7 separate regions of the Mus musculus genome follow, and all the other regions are linked to region 4. The links are chromatin contacts, called in public promoter capture Hi-C maps. All regions are on one chromosome and are shown on one strand. Each heading gives the region's core, a stretch centred on a gene start, on an enhancer-like site or on the middle of the called end of the contact. The rest is flanking DNA. Distances are from core to core; before and after follow the strand shown.

The links. Promoter capture Hi-C pulls out the DNA fragments that hold promoters and counts their contacts.
Region 1: a promoter capture Hi-C map of liver shows a contact between it and region 4, with 2.6 times the contacts expected there. The contact joins the promoter of Cep250 here to the promoter of Rpn2 in region 4. A contact is called at or near these places in 2 of 39 promoter capture datasets (liver and pre-B cells).
Region 2: a contact with region 4 is called in a promoter capture Hi-C map of pre-B cells, with 4 times the contacts expected there. The contact joins the promoter of Edem2 here to the promoter of Rpn2 in region 4. A contact is called at or near these places in 2 of 39 promoter capture datasets (liver and pre-B cells).
Region 3: a contact with region 4 is called in a promoter capture Hi-C map of liver, with 3 times the contacts expected there. The contact joins the promoter of Ralgapb here to the promoter of Rpn2 in region 4. A contact is called at or near these places in 2 of 39 promoter capture datasets (liver and pre-B cells).
Region 5: a contact with region 4 is called in a promoter capture Hi-C map of pre-B cells, with 4 times the contacts expected there. The contact joins the promoter of Nfs1 here to the promoter of Rpn2 in region 4. A contact is called at or near these places in 2 of 39 promoter capture datasets (cranial neural crest and pre-B cells).
Region 6: a promoter capture Hi-C map of hippocampal neurons shows a contact between it and region 4, with 3 times the contacts expected there. The contact joins the promoter of Lbp here to the promoter of Rpn2 in region 4. A contact is called at or near these places in 5 of 39 promoter capture datasets (3T3-L1-derived adipocytes, cranial neural crest, embryonic stem cells and 2 more).
Region 7: a promoter capture Hi-C map of pre-B cells shows a contact between it and region 4, with 4 times the contacts expected there. The contact joins the promoter of Trp53inp2 here to the promoter of Rpn2 in region 4.

The regions. Positions count from the first base shown.
Region 1 is chr2:155,955,218-155,957,917 of GRCm38.p6, reverse strand. It overlaps Cep250 (centrosomal protein 250), which reads right to left and starts at 1,360. Exons shown (of 33, transcript NM_001130000.1): 1 at 1,261-1,360.
Region 2 is chr2:155,728,174-155,730,953 of GRCm38.p6, reverse strand. Edem2 (ER degradation enhancer, mannosidase alpha-like 2) reads left to right here and starts at 1,479. Exons shown (of 11, transcript NM_145537.2): 1 at 1,479-1,723; 2 at 1,953-2,063. The coding sequence starts at 1,617.
Region 3 is chr2:158,408,460-158,411,241 of GRCm38.p6, reverse strand. Ralgapb (Ral GTPase activating protein, beta subunit (non-catalytic)) reads right to left here and starts at 1,389. Exons shown (of 30, transcript NM_001291138.1): 1 at 1,139-1,389.
Region 4 is chr2:157,277,608-157,280,419 of GRCm38.p6, reverse strand. Rpn2 (ribophorin II) reads right to left here and starts at 1,322. Exons shown (of 17, transcript NM_019642.4): 1 at 1,085-1,322. The coding sequence starts at 1,097. It overlaps Mroh8 (maestro heat-like repeat family member 8), which reads left to right and starts at 871. Exons shown (of 25, transcript NM_001039557.4): 1 at 871-1,228. The coding sequence starts at 945.
Region 5 is chr2:156,142,864-156,145,563 of GRCm38.p6, reverse strand. Nfs1 (nitrogen fixation gene 1 (S. cerevisiae)) reads left to right here and starts at 1,378. Exons shown (of 13, transcript NM_010911.2): 1 at 1,378-1,544; 2 at 2,106-2,197. The coding sequence starts at 1,424. It overlaps Romo1 (reactive oxygen species modulator 1), which reads right to left and starts at 1,411. Exons shown (of 3, transcript NM_001164216.1): 1 at 1,284-1,411; 2 at 975-1,105. The coding sequence starts at 1,105.
Region 6 is chr2:158,305,132-158,307,831 of GRCm38.p6, reverse strand. Lbp (lipopolysaccharide binding protein) reads right to left here and starts at 1,339. Exons shown (of 15, transcript NM_008489.2): 1 at 1,039-1,339. The coding sequence starts at 1,162.
Region 7 is chr2:155,380,508-155,383,207 of GRCm38.p6, reverse strand. Trp53inp2 (transformation related protein 53 inducible nuclear protein 2) reads right to left here and starts at 1,352. Exons shown (of 4, transcript NM_178111.3): 1 at 1,191-1,352.

The DNA.
Region 1 (2,700 bases), core at 111-2,610, 1.3 Mb after region 4:
TCCACAACGTCCTCTATAGCCTTCACGTGTCCACCAGGCGCAACTGGTTAGTAGCAAAGCGGAAATCAAAGTCTAATTCAATTCCAAATTCTATTCTCATTTCATTAGCTGCCAAAATCAAAAAATATAAAACTCACAGCACTGCAGAGCATTTCCTAAGGGGAATGAATTAATGACATCCACACCTGAAGCTTTCTGAGGTAATTTGAGCAAAATGTGACAATATGTTCCTGCAGCACAGGGTGTAGATGTACCAGTAAGACAGTGCAGAGCTGGCCTTGATTTTTGTTAAGAAAACTATCGATTTGGTAATATTATCAATCCTACTTCATAAGCTTTCTCAGGGCCCAGCCTAGACTCACAGGCCTGAAATCTCAACACTGACTGGCTGCATAAGACGCTGGGTTAAAAAAAAAAGCAGCCCTTTTATTGAAACGTGAGTTGCAACCCTGACCTCCATATCTTACAGGCTAACGTATAAACAGCAAACTAAAGGCAATCTAGTTAAGTCATAATATTCGTAGGGGGTTCTAGCTCATTGTGAAACTTGATTTATAAGTGCTTGTTTCTTCGTGCATAAAACGTGAATATACAGAACGCACACCATAGATCGCTGCATGGATTAAAGGGGCCTTTGTAGGTAATGCATTTAATAGAGCTGTCATCTTTCGACTATTCAGTAACTTTTTTTTAGTTACTAGTAGTCATCATAGGGCATAAGAGTTGAAAAAAAAGGACATGATTTCTAACAAGCCCAGAACAAGAAAGAGTGGCAGAACACTGACTTGGGCAAAGTTCGCAAAAGGCAAGAATCTGATCAGTTGAGCCTGGAGCAGGCCTCAAGAAAGATTTTTAAAGAAGTGATCTTTGAGTTCTGAAAAATCAAAGTTCTGATAATGGGGCAGTGGGCTGAGAGCGGACTTTCAGGGGAAGATCACATGCAAAGCCGTATGAGCACAGGGCGCTGCAAAACTCCCGGGTGCACGGAGCGTGATCCGCAGGGCGCGCAGCATCTCATCCCGTCAGCTCCGGGCTACGACAGTGGGCCACCCGAGTGTGAGGTTCTCTGGGCGGCGGCTGCAGCAGGAAACTGAGGCAGGCAGGCCCCGACCACTGGGACAGGTCCCAGCCCCTCTCTGGGCCCGGGGTGCCTCCCGGGATACAGGAAGCCGCTGTCCAGGCGACATCCCCGCGGGCGCCCAGGCCCTGGACCTCGGACCGTTACGCTCAGCGCCTCCCGCCTGCCCCTGCCCACCTCACCAGAGTCGGTTCCCGGGGATCCCGAAGCGCTCCGCAGCTACCGAGGCCGCTGCAGCAACCTGCAGGCCCGGCCTGGGGCCGCCCTCAGTCTGGAGGCCAGGCCCCGCCCGTCAAACTCCCGCCCTTTCGTGGGGAACCGCCCAGCCCAGTCCAGCCGAGCGCCGGGAATGAGTGCGCCGCTGCAAACCTCTCGCCATATTAAGTACTGGCAGCCAACTTACTAGAGAAGCCCAAAAGGAAAGGGGGGGATATAGTGAGACCAAGGTCGCTCTCCAAAAGTAAAGACAGTCACCGTCTCTGAATTCTAGCACTGAACGTTCTGAGGTGGAGAAGAAACACTCGCCCGTAAGCTCCCGCCTGTGGCTTCAGAGTTAAGTACTGCGCATGCGTGTAGCCAAGGTCTCGGTGCACCTGCGCACTGTCTCACCAACAAAGCCAAGTACAGTAACTGGGTGAAAGCACCTAGCTCCAGTTAAATCTGGGCAAACGAATGTCTCAGCTTTAGATCTTTACTGATCCTCCACGCAGCCCCAGGAAACAGAACATTCGCAAACAACTGTGTCGTTGGCTACTTTGTCCGGTTATGACTACCGCTACTTGACTGCGTTCCGCTAGGAACGGGGAGTTATTTTGATAATATATTGTACAATCATTATTGACGCATTTTCTTAGCATTGATTTTTTTCATTTATTTATTTATTTATTTTGGTTTTTCGAGTCAGGGTTTCTCTGTGTAGCCCTGGCTGTCCTGGAACTCACTCTGTAGACCAGGCTGGCCTCAAACTCAGAGATCCGCCCGCCTCTGCCTCCCAAGTGCTGGGATTAAAGGCGTGCGCCACCACTGCCCGGCTTTTCTTTCTCTTTCTCTCTTTCTCTCTTTCTCTCTTTCTCTCTTTCTCTCTTTCTCTCTTTCTTTCTTTCTTTCTTTCTTTCTTTCTTTCTTTCTTTCTTTCTTTCTTTCTTCCTTCCTTCCTTCCTTCCTTCCTTCCTCCCTCCCTCCCTCCCTCCCTCCCTCCCTCCCTCCCTCCCTTCCTTCTTCCCCTTCTTTCTTTCTTTCTTCCTCCCTCCCTCCCTCCTTTCTTTCTTCCTCCCTCCCTCCCTCCCTTCTTTCTTTCTTTCTTTCTTTCTTTCTTTCTTTCTTTCTTTCTTTCTTTCTTTCTTTCTTTCTTTCTTTCTTTTGTGTGTGTGTGAATTTTTTATTCATTTATATTAGTACACTGTAGCTGTCTTCAGACACACCAGAAGAGGGCGTCCGATCCCATTACAGATGGTTGTGAGCACCATGAGGTTGCTGAGAATTGAACTCAGGACCTCTGGAAAAGCAGTCACTGCTATATAACCCCTGAGCCATCTCTCCAGGCCAGCATTAAATTTTTATTTGATTCCCAGTTGGTTATAATTTTAGTAGAGACAAAACAAACAAATAAGCAAAAACAAAGA
Region 2 (2,780 bases), core at 230-2,729, 1.5 Mb after region 4:
TTAGCACCACATGGAAGCTCACAATACCTATAATTCTAGACCCAGAGGACTCTACACCCTTTTCTGGCCTCAGAGGTGACCTGGCATGCACAAAATTATGTACAAAATCCTCATGTACATAAATAAATAATATTATTGTGTGCTCCAAACTTGCTTATAACTCTTCACCTATGCTTATGTAAGCAGCCCTAATTAAACCTAATCTACCCCAATCACAACCACAAAAAATGACAGTAGGAGGGGTTTGGGAGGAAAAAGGAGGAGAGAAGAATGGTGAAGGTAATGGGGGAGGGGCGGTGACCAGAACATATTCATACATATATGAAATTGTCAAAGAACAAGAATTAACAAACAAACAAACAAACAAACAAACAACTGGGCCAAAGAAGGCAGAGTCTGCCTGCACTTTGCTCAATAAATGGAGCAGCCATTTCCCTCTGAATTTTTCAGCAAAGAAGAGTTGGGCAATGCTAGAATTAAAGAAAAGTTCAAATTAAAAGGATCTCAAATATCAGTTTAGACAAACCCTTTCATAAATGTGGGTGCTGTGCCTGGAGGATGAGAGGGACTCCTTTAAGGTTATATAGGTTATGTGTGAATGGTAGAGTCGTAATGAACCCCAATCGAACTTCAAATCTAGGGTTGTCTACAGCTCATTCCACTGACCAAAGAGAAGGGGGTTGCTGTAGATAGCGCACTAACAGAGTCTAGGACCTAGCAAGAGAGTGGGGAAACTGGCCCAGATGTTCTTTTTATTTTGTTTTATTTTGTTTTTTCGAGACAGGGTTTCTCTGTGTAGTCCTGGCTGTCCTGGAACTGACTTTGTAGACCAGGCTGACCTCGAACTCAGAAATGTGCCTGCCTCTGCCTCCCAAGTGCTGGGATTAAAGGCGTGCACCACCACCGCCCGGCCGGCCCAGATGTTCTTAAAGGAAGAATGCTGGGTCTTCATTCTCACCAGGGATGGCAGCCACTGAGATGGTCCAGGTAAAGTCCTGGGTTGATTTAGAGACTGAAGGGACCGTGATTTCATGGCACCCTAAAGTGAAAGACCGTCATAAATGTATGAATTCCTAGAACAAAAGGGATTTCTGGAAACCTTAAGGCTTTGGGAAAATAATTCTAGAGTTTACTTACACAATGGTTTGTCAAACCCTGTGTCTATTATAGTCAAAGCCGAACATTTTTCATCCATATTTACATAGGCATCTGCTCAAATCTTGAGTACCTGCTAGCCCCTCCTTTAAAAGGTATTTGGAAAAAAAACAAAAATTAACTAGATGGCGCCTGTAAAGTGCTCCTAACACTTTAATTCACCGAAGGTGCTCAACAAACAGAAACTGGGATTGTGAAAACATTATTAACAGCAGCCACAGCAACCACTGTCTTTAAGACACGTTGAACTCCTCTCTGTAGACCAGAAATCCCGAGATGCTCTTTTGCCAGGGCTCCACCGCCCATTGCATCCTGGGCTTTGTAGTCAGGAAGTGAGAGGCTTCTTGCCCAACGCGCAGGCGTCGTGGTGCGTATCCCCGGAAGAACCAGCCGCGGCTCGGAGGATGAGCTGGTGGCGGTGGCTGCAGCTGCTGCGGCGGCACTGACAGGACACGAGCTCTATGCCTTTCCGGCTACTCATCCCGCTCGGCCTCGTGTGCGTGCTGCTACCCCTGCACCATGGTGCGCCAGGCCCCGACGGCACCGCGCCCGACCCCGCCCACTACAGGTGAAGGGGGCCAGGCTCCCGCTCTCTACGGCTGGGGAGTGGCAAGCGCCCACCGGGTCCCTTCCCTTCCCTCCACCCCAGGACCCCCACCCTGACGTGCTCTGGTCCCGCTGCTGGGCCCTCGGCAGAAATCATTTTGTGGTTCCCATTCTCCGTCCTGTGTCTGGTCCTTTCTCCCGCCTGGTTTTGTGTTCTGGCCCCCTACCTTATTTCTCATCCCTCGAACCAGGGAGCGAGTCAAGGCCATGTTCTACCACGCCTACGACAGTTACCTGGAAAATGCCTTTCCCTACGATGAGCTGAGACCTCTCACCTGTGATGGGCACGACACCTGGGGCAGGTAGAGCCAGCTTGAGGGCCAAGGGGGTTGGCCGGGATCATAGGAGGGCTGGTGGCTTCATGGTCTCACTGATTGTGGAAAGTTTCCGACCTGGGCTGATTCAACCCCGTCCCCTCAGTCCAAACCAGCGCTGTCAGAACTACACAGCTTTTCACAGTACAAAAAAGTCTTGGCTTAACTTGGCAGGCTAGCCCTCTGGACTCACCTCAGCCGAACAGGCAACCACGTATGAGGACTTGGGGACATTTCTGGAGTCACAAAATATTTTGAAAAAACTCCCGGGAGTCAGGAAACTCAACTCCTTCATTTTATAGGTGGGCGCACAGGCCCAGGAGGAACGTTATTCTCCCCACAGTTAAGACCCTTTGTAGTTGGTGTACTCTTTATGACTGAAAAATATTTCCCGTCTAGCTTCATACCAACTCCTCTCACCGCCATACATACAAGTCACCTGATTCATTTTCGTTTAGTAATTCTGTGTTACCATATCATCTTTTCATTTTCACTGGAATAAAGAACCCAGTCGAGCAAAGAATCATTGCATTAGCCAAAACTGACACTAGGGCTGTAATCCTGAGTTGGTTTTTGTTTTGTTTTGTTTTGCTTCGTTTTTATAGAATGATTTATTGATTTAGTGCGCACTGGCTGTTTGCCTGTATCTATAACCATGTGAGGGTGTCAGGTTCCCTGGAACTTGAACTACAGACAGTGTGAGGT
Region 3 (2,782 bases), core at 140-2,639, 1.1 Mb before region 4:
AATTGTAAACCAACAGTTTTTGCAAGGAATGTATACATTTTTTTTAAAAGCTCTGCTAAGAATCCATAATTGGGTCTCACCCTCAAGGAGGCCTACCTACCAAAGGGGTGGTAGTCTGTGGATCTAAGGAAAAGTTCTCTCTTAGTGAACAGCTACCATCCTAGCACTCAGGAGGCTGAGGCAGAGAAATGGAGAGTTCCAGCAATAGAACAAGGGCGCGCTGGGGGGAAGGGAGTGACAATATGAATTTCTGCCAGTGGAATCCACGATCTTAACAAGCATCCTCCTGCACACATAAACTGGAGAGGCACTGTCAGACCTCTGAGATTACATGCTTTCACACTTGTCAAACCTCACTATAGCCCAGAACCACTAGGGGATCTCCGGAAAGACAAATACTAGAAAGATACTAGTATTTGTCTCCCCCTACCCTCTAGACATGGTGGTTTAATTAGTTTGAGGTGCTATGGCACCAGGAATCTTTTCAAAACTCCCCAAGTGATTTTTACCGTGCATCAAAGTTGGACATCCAATGACCTAATTGGTTAAGAACCTGGATCGGACTGTCAAGGCTGCTTGAGTTCAAATTACCCAGCTCTATGACCTTGGGCACCAAAGGCGCCCGATCGCTCTGGGCCTCGGTTGCCTGGTCCGTAGAATGGGGTAACAGTCCTGCCGTGCAGGGTGCTCAAATTCCCTATCTGGCCTGGGCCTGGCGGAAAGCAAGCATTTGCGGAGGGTGGCTGTTTACTCTCCTCGCAAGCGTCACCGTGCCCTGGGCAGTAGCATCCTCACCGGACGGCAGCAACTCCACCTGCCCCTCGGTGGACCGCATCCTCCCCGGAGTTGCCGCTGCCACTCCAGACCCGCCCCTGTCCCCAGGCTGCCAGGGGGGCGCTCCGCCAGTCCGACCCTCCCGGGTTCGCTCACACCCGGCAGAATCCGCGGGCCAGGACTGTGCTCCCGCGCCCGGTGCGGCCACTTCAGAACCCAGGAATGCGCCCGCCGACGCTCGGCCCCGGGAGCAGCGGAGGTTCAAAGAGCCCCTGCCTCAGTAGCTGCTGAGGAGAGGGAAAAAAAAAAAAAAAAGCACGGCGAGAGGGGAGGGTCCGGCCGCACCGCGCCGGCCGCCGCGTACCTGAGGCGACGGGCGGGGCCCGCATCGCTGGGCGGGCGCACCGCGGGCCGCACTCGGCCTGCCGCCTCACGCGACCCGCGCCATCCGGCCCGCGCTGCCACTGCCCCGGCCGGCCCTCCACCGGCAGTCAGTCCGTCCACCCGTCAGTGACTCTCCCAGGGCGCCCAGGGGACGACGAACACCGGTCGCTTGGCCGGCCGGCTGGGCTCCGTTCAAGCAACTTCCGACTGCCAGGGGCGGTGGCGTCAAATAATTCCCCAGCCGAAGGGACTACTGCGCCTGCGCGGCGCTGCTGACCCGCGACTTCTGAAGGGACCGAGTGGGCAGCGTCAAATAAGTCTCCGAGCCTGGAGCCGGAAGCTGCGCGTGCGCAGCCGTCCCAGAGGGCCGCGCGAAGCGCGATTGCCCACACCGCCCCCTTTCGGGCTTCGGTGGAGTGGGAGGAGTAAAGTGACGGACACTTACGTCATCGCGGTGCCAGCTCCAGAAGCAATCTGGCTTCTACATGTTCTTAGTGCAGAAGAGTAAGGGGCTTCTCTATGAAAAGTTGGCTACCATTCAGGCTAAAGGAATGTCTCACATCTCAGCATTGTAGCTCTTCCTTTGCCCAGCCCCTTATTACATGGGCGCAGCATTATTATGGGCAATGTCCTCGCCAGGCCTGACGTGCTTTAAAAGGATGATTCAGAACCTGTCACCAACGAGTTGTATCTGATCGGGGAGATAAGCTATTACTAACAAGAGATACAAGTTCGAGCACCTGCCATGCACCGGACGTTTTGCAAACAGTACCACTGTCAAGAATTTCGTTTCAACTTCCACGAGGAAAGTAACAACATTTTAGACGTACTCCCCACGTGTCAGGCTGAGAGGAAAGAGGGATGGAGACAGCTTCATAGAGAGCCTGGCCTTGTGACTGACCTTGGAACTCAGAGGTGGAGGGATCAGGGTGTTAGGCTGTGCAAAAAACACATTTGTATGGAAAGCAGAGAAAACGGTGACTGTCATCCTCAGAAGAGACCATGAACCAAGTAGGAGTGAAGAAGAAACTAGTGCCCTCGTAGAAGAGATAAAACAAGGATTCTTTAAGACCACAACCTCACCTACAGGAAGAGGGGAAGGGGTGGGTAACAATGTGCCAGGACAGTGTGTGGATGAAGCAGTAAAGTTCAATTAGACAGTTTTTGATAAGTGCTTTATCACATGGTCACTATTCCAAGCCCCTCTCTCCTTCCCACTTCTACACTACAGAGGCCAAAAAGCAAAGCCCCCTCCCCTGCTTGACAGCATACCAGTGAAACAAAGTTCTAGTCCATAAAGCATAAACCAAAGTTCCAAGGGAGACTTAGGATATAAAGGAAGTCCTGAGAAATTTTGTGTCCTTCAACTTTCCCCAACTTCATGATTGGAACCATGGTATAATACAATGCCAGGAGATGTGGCAGTCATTCTGAGATCTTGCAGAAGACTCTACTATAAATGTAAAACAAGGCAAAGAAACCTGCCTCTTTAGGACACACCAAGGAAACTGCATGGACTCTGTACTCCTTTCCTGCTTTAAAGAGGGTGGTGGGCCTTATTTATACCACAATCCATTGAGTTTTCTGTTACTTGCGACCACATTCCTAACACCGAATATTGAAC
Region 4 (2,812 bases), core at 73-2,572:
CATAAGTGTATGCCAGTGCACAGGCATGCAGAGGCCAGAGTAAACACAGGATGACTTCCTCTGATGTTCTATGCCTTCTTGCCTTGAGGCAGGGCCTTTTCACTGATCTAGAACCATTTTTGCTAGACTAGATGGTTACCTCTTGGGATCTGCTGGTCTCTGCCCTCCAATGCTGGGGTTACGTGCACAATGCAGCCAGCCATACCCAGTGCTAAGATTTGAACTCAGATCCACAAGTTGCACTGAACCAACTCCCAGCTCCCTAGACCCTATCTAAGTAAAGAAAAGAAAAAAGGTTCTTAAGTAGGTGCCCACTCCCTTGCCCTGAGACAAATAACTGAAACTCAAACTTAAGTTTCAATGCAAGTTCTGACTTTAGCCACTTTACCAACAAATAAAATAGTGACTTGAATACACTAAGATTCCCACCTATCCACTCAGAATCTACCAAGCATTGAGTTTTGCCCGGCACTGTTAAAAGCAAGCACAGAAATATCATTTAACACAACTCTTGCGAAGCAGATACCAGATGAGAAACTAAGCTGTTGAGTCCCTGGCTTCTGTTCTCACAATCAATACGTGGCCGGTTACAAGTCTGCACCCGTAATATCACTTCATACCCTAGGCTTTCAGCTCCCAGACAGACCTGTGAGTCTCCTGTCCCTGTCAGGGAAAAGGAACCTAGAAGTCGAAGAAAGTCTAGTGACATGCTCAAAAGCTTTCATGATGCCAGGGGTGGCTCTCTGTGACAGGCGTAGGCCGCTGGTACTACTCGAATGAATGGAGGAGGCCAGGCTCGGGCTCCGCGCTGCCCGGGCTCGCGCTCGGCCTTGCGGGGACCCGTAGTCCCACGTCGCACGCCCCGCCACCAACCCTTCGGGTCCCCAGCACTTCACCAGCTCGCAGCCTCCGCCACACGCTCGACCCCGAAAGCGCCCGTGCCCATGCCCCTGCCCCGTAGGGGAGGGGAACCGCGCCTAGCCGGCGCCCGTGTGGTCCGCACTAGCCTCCCGCGGGCGACGCCCCGCTCCCCAAAGCGTGTCGGCCGCGGGGCCCCACTATTGAGCCATGCGCAACGCCTCACCCGGCGGCGCCATTCCTCCGAGCAGGTCCCACCGGAGCCCGAGCAGGCAGACTTCCGCTCCGGGAAGTGGCTCCAAGAGCGCGCCGGAGGGGACGCCAGGGACCCGCGGCACACGCCACTTGCCAGAATGGGCTCCCGGCAAAGGTCAGTCGCGGCGGTCCCGCTTGGCAGGGCCGTGCCCGGCAGCCGCAGTGTGGGGCAGTTGAGTCGCGGCGTGCGAACCTCACTCACGGGTCCTGCTTGCCAAGCCGTCCTCTCCCCCGCGCCGGGACCCACTTGGAACCGACCGCCTCTCAACCGCCCTGCTCACGCCGCCACCGGGACCCGATTGGGCCGGGCCTTGGGGCGGGCCTAAGACGGGGCCACCTCTGATTGGCCAGTGACAGTGACTGGCCGGACGCGCTGTCACTCACGGTTCTCTCCCGCAGCCCGGCCAATTTTAAAAGGGTCCGGTTGGGAGGGGAGCGTTATCGTAACATTTGATTTTATCCACTTTGGGAAATTATGGTTAATGCATTACTTAGATTATTAATAATTGGCTGGTGAGTGAGGGTTTATCCAGTTTTCAAACCTGTGAGCTATACAGGTAACGGAGAGGAGCGTTTTAAAATGTTTGATTTTTTTTTTTTGAAAATTTCATACAATATATTTTGATCATATTCATTTCCTTCCCCCAACACCTTCCATATCCTCCCCCAACTCCCTACACACCCAACTCATGCTCTATTTTTCCTCTTTCTAAAGTAAAAAACAAACTAAGCATGGAGTCCTGCCCTGGAGAGTGGTTGATATACCCAGTCACTCCACTGAAGAAAACTGATTTTCCCTCTCCCAGCAGCTATCAGTTATGAATAGTTTTGGCTACAGTTGGGTCTTTTGTGCCCACTCCCCCTTCTCTGTGTTTTGTATGGCTTGAGCTTTTGTGGGTCTTGTGCATACTGACACAATCCCTGAAAAACTGCTTATTGGAAGCCGTTTATCACCCCTGGCTCTTAAACAATCCTTCTCCTCTTCCACATAGACCCACGCCCATGAGCCCTGAGGTAAAGGGGATGCTGTAGACATCCCATTTAGGGCTGAGTGTCCCAAGATCTCTTATTCTCTGTGTGTTGACCAGTTTTGGGTCTCCGTGTTAATTGCTGTCTACTCCAGGAAGGGTTGAGGGATGCGCTGGTCTGCAAATTTAACAGACTCAAAAATGGAAGCCAGAACTAATGTGTAGCTCTGATTACCGAGCTCACAATATAGGCAGAAAGAGTACTGAGCACCCTACATATGTTATCTTATTTACTCTTTATTATTATTCTGTGAAATGTTACTTTTAATACTTTAAAAGGAAGGAAATATTTCAGCCCTTGCGTTCTGATGACAGCCTAGATGTGTGCTAATTAACTATTGTGAACATGTAGAATTTTGCAATACAGCAATGCTGCTTCTCTTCAGTATCACTCCAGATATGTAGCGGGGAGTCGGACCACTCCTCCATACAGCAGTCACTAGCTCTCTGCAGTAATTTCTCTTTGAACTTAGTCCAATTAAGTAAAATTTAAGCTTCAGCTCCTCAGCTATACTATGCTTCTGATCAGCCAATGCTGTGCTCAGGGTAGCTGGTGGATCTTGCACTGAGTAATTTGAAATTACAGGACAGATATTTTCATTATCCCAGAAAGTTATATTGGGTAGTGCTGAACTAGGATATATTTAAAGAACTCTACCAGTTCAGTAATA
Region 5 (2,700 bases), core at 129-2,628, 1.1 Mb after region 4:
TACAGGAATAGAGATTTGAACTAAGTACCCCCCTTTAAAATCTGTTGAATATATTAAGCACTAACAGCTTGACAATCTCATTTGTCATTCTTAAAATGCTACTCTTCCCCACATAGGATTAGCAATGACAAGGAAAATATCTATCTAGGGTCTCTAGGACCTGTGCTGAATGCTGCATTAGTTTGTAGATGCAGAGATAATGAAGTACATGGGCAAGAAAGCAGTCGTGTTTGTGCCTCTATGGTATTTTATCATTGAGTAGCCAGTTTTCTTCTAGATAATTCCTTAGTGTTTTGTTTTGTTTAACCTAGATTGAGTCAAGCGCTGCAATTTATAAACTGCATAAAGTGTAAAATGGACATTACAGACTCGGTAACTACACTTTTTAATTTATTATTTATTATTATTATTATTTATTTTGAGACGGTTTCTCTGTGTAACAGCCCTGGCTGTCTGGAACTCACATTTATATACCAGGCTAGTATCGAACTCAGGAATCTGCCACTCCGTCCAGAGTGCTGGTGGATTTAAGGTGCTCACAGCTAATGCTCGGTGGTTAACTACAGTACTTAGCACTACAATTAAACTAGTGCTGGGTAAATAGTAATTTATAAGCACAGTATCCAAATGTGATAGCAGTTTATCTCAGAGGTAGAATATTTCACTACACCTAATTCTCATCAGGCTTGCTTCATTACATGCAGTTGGGAGTTAAAACGCCATGCAACAATAATAACCCTTCGCTAAGTAATTACGACGTGCCAGATAATGTAAATCATACTAATATGATTGGCTCTTACAAAAGTGGAGGTAAGTGTCCAGTACTCCACTAAACTCAATAACACTGAACTAACAAAGGAGTCAGAAAGCCATTTTGACTTTAGAACTCAGATCCGTAAATCCTGTGCTTTCAACCTCGTCTGAGTGGGCTCTGGAGCCCTCGGAAGGCAGGAAGTTCTGTCCGCGAGGCTCACCTGAGACAGGAGAAGGTGCCGAACAGCGCCCCGGCCGCCATACCCACTGCGCAACCCATGACGAAGCCCATCTTCACGCGGTCGAAGCAGCTGGGCTGGGACTGCCCGTAGGGACCCACGGCCACCGGCATCTGCGGCGAGAGTGCTAGGACAGTGAGGGCCTGGTCACCAGCCGTGGCGTCGGCCAGGGGACGCACAGCAGGGTCACATAGCACCCGGGTCAGAAGCCAGCCCGCGGCACGCCTCCACCACCCTCGCGATGGAGGACCCCGCACGCGCGACGCAGGCCACTGTCGGGCCCCACCTCACCTCGTTCTCCGCTGCGATCGCTCAGCTCGACGTCTCACTCCGAATGCTAGGCGGAGGGCGCTCGCGGTCCGTGGGATCGCTTCCGGAGCACAGCGCAGTTACTTCCGGGAGCATGGGCTGAGGACTTGCAAGCGCCGCGGATGGTGGGCTCTGTGGCTGGGAACATGCTGCTGCGAGCCGCTTGGAGGCGGGCGTCGTTGGCGGCTACCTCCTTGGCCCTGGGAAGGTCCTCGGTGCCCACCCGGGGACTGCGCCTGCGCGGTACGTTCCCTTTCCTTTTCGTTCCCACGGTTTCTGGAGGAGCGAACCCCCTTGGGTCGGTGCTGCTAAGCACTGCATTATTGCGGATCCTACCCGCCTTGTTCCATCGCCCAGTCTCTTAAACCTTCCCGTCGCCCGGTCTCCTATTTGTTTTCGGGAGGGCCCTTACATACTGCTCCGCACTTCCCTTGAGCGGAATTCTCATCCTTCAGTTCTCTCCTGACCAAGTCTTAAAGATGCTAGATGAGCTTCCTCCTGCCGTGAACCTTTGAAGGAACCTGCGCTTTTCACTTTTCTTCTAAATGGCTTTGCTTTTTACAGCTCGTCCCACTCGGTGCTATGTAGTTTAAACATTGCCCCCGACTGCTGCTGCCCGCGCCCTTTCCAAGAACCCTGTGTCTATTACTTAACTCGATGTCTTTCAGCGCGTGTTGTTGTTTGTTTACTTTGACACTGGACCTCCGCCTTCCTTAAATTCACCTCAAAGAAGCTTTGACCATCTGTTGTTTTGTGTGCCCTTCGTCCACGGTTTCTCACTTTGCCACTGCTATCTGTTGTTAGTTGTAGATCATGGCCCCCATTCGCCTGTTCACTCAGAGGCAGAGGCAGTGCTGCGACCTCTCTACATGGACGTACAGGCCACCACTCCTCTGGTAAGGACTAACAGAGGTTCTTTGTAGGGAGGAAAGGTTAGAAGGACAAATTTCACCGACAGGCTAAAATTCATCCGACTTGAGAACTATTAAATGTGCTAGGAAAAGGAGCTGCCAGGAATCAGGAGGCTAAGATGTTAGTTTAGTAGAAAAGGCTTTACTGTTTTTTAGCTACTGACCCTGTCAGATCCTTCCAGTACAGGCATTATAACTAATAGTAATTGCTCGGGTGTTGGAGCTGGACAGTGTGGCATGGGTAGTTTGAGTGAGCTTAAGACCAGCCTAAGCCACATAGGGAGTTTCAAACCTATGTTGTTATTTTGTTTTGTTTTTAATTTTATATATACACAAGGACACTGTAGCTATGCTCAGACACTCCAGAAGAGGGCATCAGATTCCATTACAGATGGTTGTGAGCCACCATGTGGTTGCTGGGAATTGAACTCGGGACCTCTGGGAGAGCAGTCAGTGCTCTTTAACTGCTGAGCCATCTCTCCAGCCCC
Region 6 (2,700 bases), core at 90-2,589, 1.0 Mb before region 4:
TTTTCCCTTCTGTCCATAGCCTGTTTTAGATCCCACTATCCCTACTCAACTGAAGCAGTGTTATGACCTCCATTAGATTAGGCAATGGAGGCTCTACCGAAGTGATAGGTCTGGGCTGTACAAACATCCCAGCTCCCTCACCCCTTGGACACGATAATTCTGTGTCACTCTCAGTAGCTTGTTAAATACCTTTTCTTAGTTTGTCAAGTTGGATCAAGCCTGGTGTTGCAGAAATGGAACCCAGGCTACTTTAGGAGGCTGAGGCAGGAGAATCACAAGTTCAAGACCTGCCTTACCTATAGTGTGAGTTCAAAGCTAGCCTGGGTAAGTTAGGGAGTTGCTGTCCAAAATTCAAAAACAAAAAAGAGAAGGTGCAGCTGCGGCCATAGCTCTGTGATGAAGTACCTGCCTAGCATGTGCAATTCCCAGGACAGCAATACATGAACATTTAAAAAGGAAGGGAGGAAGGAAGGAAGGAAGGAAGGAAGGAGGGAGGGAGGGAAGTTGGGAGTGACATGCATAAAGGTACCTAAGGAGTGCTCACCTTGAAGCAATCACTGATCAATAAGTTTTAATGTTTGGTAAGTCACATGACTGCCACTCAGATGCCAAGGGGGCACATCCCATCCCCGTCCGTAGCCTTGCTTGGCCCTCCCAGTCTCTAACTGCCTTCACTTAGGATTTGTGGTTTTAGGTGATGGTTTCAAATTCCACCAAGACTCTTCCAAAGAACTGGTTCCAGCTGCTGTGTGGGGCTGTTTACCTCGGCTGTCTGCCTTCTCTTCCCAGCCTATCTGCCCACTGCTACCTGCTTATCTCTCTTACCTCCTGCTTCAGCTGCTGGACCCCAAACCTTCCCCCCAGCCCTCAAAATACAAGCTATGGGCTGAGGTCACATATCTGGAGAGTGACCAGCCAGATGGCAGCTATTGCCACATACCCGTATAGCAGACTCCCTACCAGAGGGACAATGCCCTTCACATCCAGGCTGTGCCTGGTGTCCCGCCTCCTTGGCCAGCCTATATTATGGCTTCTTACCGTAGGCCAGGCCCTTGTCGGTGATCCTGGCCACCACACCGGGGTTGACACCGCCAGTTCCCTGTATGGACAGGAACAGCAGCCCCAGCAATGTAGAGAGCAGAGGTCCAGTCCCAGCCTTCATCCTGGATGCTCCGTGGGGGAGTGAGGACTGTGACAGAGTGGGCTGGCTCTGGTGTTCTTAACTAGTCAAGGCCCAGGGCTAGGGGGCGGTTCTTGAGGGAGGGCGGGCTCCTGGGAGCAGGAAAGAGAGGCCCAGGGAAAGAGAGGCCCACTGACTGGAACCCTCTTGCGACACCACAGGGGTGGGAGGTGGGGGGTGGGGGAGGGTCATTGTTGTGATCACTGCACAGGTTAGGAGGGCAGGCCTGGTGCCAAGGGGATAAGCCACTCCCATTCTCCCCTGCATGGAGAAGGGGGAAACCCCACACTCTCTGGAGGTTCTGCATTGCCTCTGCCAACCTTCTTGACTCTCTGCTAGGAAGGCCTGGTGTCACAGACAGGAATTTGAGGTTCACTCAGGGTCACAGCCCAGCCCATGAAAGCAGGAAGGAAAAGTAGGATTGTCTTCCCCTGCTCTCCGTTCTTTTAACTGTTTGTTTAAATAGGGACTTCTCCTCCCAACCTTGCAATGGGATAGCTGTCTGAACAGCAGCTTGGCATATCTTTCCAGCACCACGCCAAACCAAACACCACCCGAAAGCTCTCAGAACATCCTGATGCCCCATGACCCTAGCTGGAACTTGCTGTACATAACAGTCCGAGTTCTAATGTGTCAGCTGCCTTGCGCTGCATGACCCGGGCAGAGGAGTGAGCACCGGCTAAGGCGGCAGGGGAGAGGGACGGTGCCTGTCTTCTGAGAGTTGGGCTTGGCCGTGTCACCCTTCCAATTCTGCTTTCTCTTTTACCTTTTGTGAGGATCACGTGTGCCCCGTTTCCCTGCATTCTAGAAAATTCTTCTGTTTCTCTTTTCTTTCTCTCTCTCTCTCTTCCTTCCTTCCTTCCTCTCTCTCTCTCTCTCTCTTTTTTTTTTTTTGAGATGGGGGAGGGGGGTCTTCCTATGTAGCCCAGGTTGGTCTTGAACTCTTGATCCTCTTCAAGCCCTTTCTACTTTCCCAGTGCCAGGATTCTAAATGCAGCTTATGATAAAGATGTTGCCCGATAAGCACTCTAAGGTTTACAGAATAGAGAGCCTCAGGGACCCTCGCACTACACCAGAGCATGCAGTGCCTGTCCTCTTTAGCCTTTCCTCCTGAGTATAAACTAACACAACTCCCCTGAACTGCCCCGAGGGTTGACACGGAAAAGCCCTAAGCATGTAAAGCTAATGCACGCAGGAGGCAGAGGCTCTGTGGAATAATACTAAGGCATGAACAAAGCACCCATGCATGTGAGGCCAAACTGAAGCGCTCCACAGCCAGAAAGTAAGAGGAAAATAAAAGTGACTCACACCCAGGGCCATGAAAACTGCGAGAAATGGGTAGCCTTCCTGCCCACAGTCTAGTCTGTTCTCTCCCTGTGAAACCTCTTTGTGTTGAACATGTTGAAGCTTTGAGGGTTAGAGCTCCCTGGACTATCCAGGTTGCCAGCCCTTGAATAAACCTGAATAAATCTCACCTGCCAGCTCTCATCTCTCAAGGACCAGCTTCCAAGAGGCAGAGG
Region 7 (2,700 bases), core at 103-2,602, 1.9 Mb after region 4:
GCACTGGAGGCCTAAGCCAACCCTAGCCCAGGCCATTCTTGAGCGACCCTCAACCTGGGAAGGACTCCAGATCTACTTACTTGGAAAGTAAGAGACATCCTTCTGTCACTCTGGAAGCAGCCTCAGGAAACAGCATAAGCTCTGCATCACTAATGCCAGGGAAGGGTCTGGTTCTCCCAGCTGACAGCTCTGATGGGAGGCCCACAGAGGGAACTCCCAACTCCCTCTCAACAACATCTGCCCTGGAGACACCTGGAGGCAGGCAACTAGTGACTCACCTTTCTGTGGTCAAAACAGCTGGGAGACGGCCATTTATTGGGTTTTGAAGTAGAAAGAAGGCAGAGGAGGTCAGGGCCTTGTAAGAGACCCAATTTTCAGAGACCTCCTGGGAAAATGTCCAGGATCATGAAGACTGAAGCATCCCATCAAATTGTGGTTGGTGCTGAACCCAAGATAGGGTCCTCAGTAGATGTATGTAAGCATGTAGCTTATACTTCAGCTAAGGAATCTACCACTTAGTGAGTGTGATTCTAATTGGCTGAGATCTCCAGTAAACTACGTCTCTCTGAGTCTCAGTTTCCTCTTCCGTGAAGTGGGGCTTAAGACCCTCAATATTTGTAGGCTGAAAATGACATCAACTCAGGCTCTGCACACATGTCAGGGATTAGAAGGATGTTATTATGTTAGGGGGCGGAGCCTGAAGACAGAGGGGATCCGCTACCATCTGGTAGTGTCTCCAGGACCTGGAGTCTGAAGCTCCATCTACTTACCGCCCTCTCAACTTAAATCGAGCTTTGCTGTCCTACCCTCTCTCAGGTCACAAGGAAAAAACAAATGAGAGGCCTGACCCCAGTCCCTAGATTAGCCCAGGAAACCGCCGAGTCCCTTCGGATCCCGCTTGTCTTTCAGCGTCTCTTCAACCCTCGGCCGGCTGGGCACGACATAGCGCCCACCGGGTCACCAGAGGACAAGCACCCATGCAAGCCTGGAAGGCGGGGCTGGCCTTGGTGACGTCTCAATGTCATATGCAAATAAAGCAACGTCATGGCCTACCGGCTTGGAGCAACCAATAGGGAGCCAAGAACGCAGCTCCGGCTGCCGCCGGCGGAGACAGACAAAGAACGGGAGAGGGGGGCGCAGGGCGTGTCCTGGGGGTGCCCGGAGCCCCCAGCCCGGAGGTCGGGACTCACCTGGGGCCGCTGCAGCAACCGCTGCGCTGAGGTAGTTGTGCGGCCGGGCGTCCCCGGGTCGCCGGTGCTCACAACTGGAGCCGCATACCGGGGACGGGCCGAGAGACGGCGGGGCTCCCGAACGGACGCCCGGAGCTGCTGCGGCCGCTGCGCCCGGGCTCAGGGCACAAATCCGAACGCTTCAACAGCTGATTGTGACGTCACAAAGGGGCCCGCCCGCTCGCGTCAGCGGCCGTCGGGACGGCAGCCAATCACAGGCGCCGAATGCTCTTTCCCCGCCCCTCCGCGGTTTGCCAGCGGGTGGCTGTAGCCCGGGAGCTGCTCTCGGAGCCTCTGTCTGAGTGGAGGTGACGGCCCGAATTCCCTGCCCCCAGTTACCCACAGACCTCACACTGAAAGCGACCCCCCAATTCTTCCTCAAGAATCCCACCTCGCTGCTTTTTCCGCACACATCCCTGCTCCCTCACTTGCCCCAGAGCTCCGCACATCCCTTCTCCTGCATCTTAGGTGCAGGACACCCACCCCACCCACCCCCGCCGCGCTCCATCTGTAAGTCCCTTTTACCCTCCTTGTCCTTTTACCCCACTTCTCTACACTGCCCTACTTGCCTGCTCTCCCTCCTCTATGTTTTTTGTTTTCCCCGCTCCTTTTTACGGTGGGCTTGAGCGGACCTTGCCCCTTCCGCGGTTACAAAGGAGCACCTGCGAGTGTTAGAGAATTGATGGGGCTGACAGGAAATCTGGCCAGCGTAGGACTTGGAAAGAAATTGCTCTAAGCTGAATAAACATTGACCTGGAGACAGCTCGGCTTAGAACGTTTACATACCTTATTTAGTCCACGTTGCTACCGGAACAGGTCAGGGGGGAAAGAGTGACAGACAGGGCAGGGATTGTTAGTCCTGATTTACATGTGGAGAAACTGAGATTACATGTACCTGCCTTTCATCTCACCACTTGGTAGATAGAAATGGGTTCAAGAGTTTGAAAGGCAGCTTGAGCTACAGGAGACTCCGAGGGAGGGGAGGGAAAGAAGAAGGGGCACCTACGGTTGCTTCTTCCAGACTGCCAGCTGACACTGAACACTTACCATATGCCAAGCACTGTGCTGCCTTTTAATCTTTACAATAAACCCAAAAGGTAGGTAGCATCCTCCTTTTACAGTTAAAGAAACAGACCAGGAGAATCTAAGCAACTTTCCGAGGTAATTAAGGAATAGTCCTTGGCAGAGCCAGGAGTTTAACTCACAGGTACTAGCCTTGACTCTGATCACACCCTACACCAGAGGGACTGAACTCCAGGGTTCTAAAGGGAAACCTGGCTTCCAGTCCTGTGTCTCAACCTGTGTGATTTCAAGTTAAATCCTTACTATTCTGGGCCTTAGTTTATCTGTCACGCTGCCATGGATATTCACATTTAGAACTGACAGGGTTTTCCAGACCCGTCATCCTCCAAGACTCTGCCAGGTTTGTGCTCCAGGCCCCAGCTCTTGCAATGGCCTGTGAAATACTTAG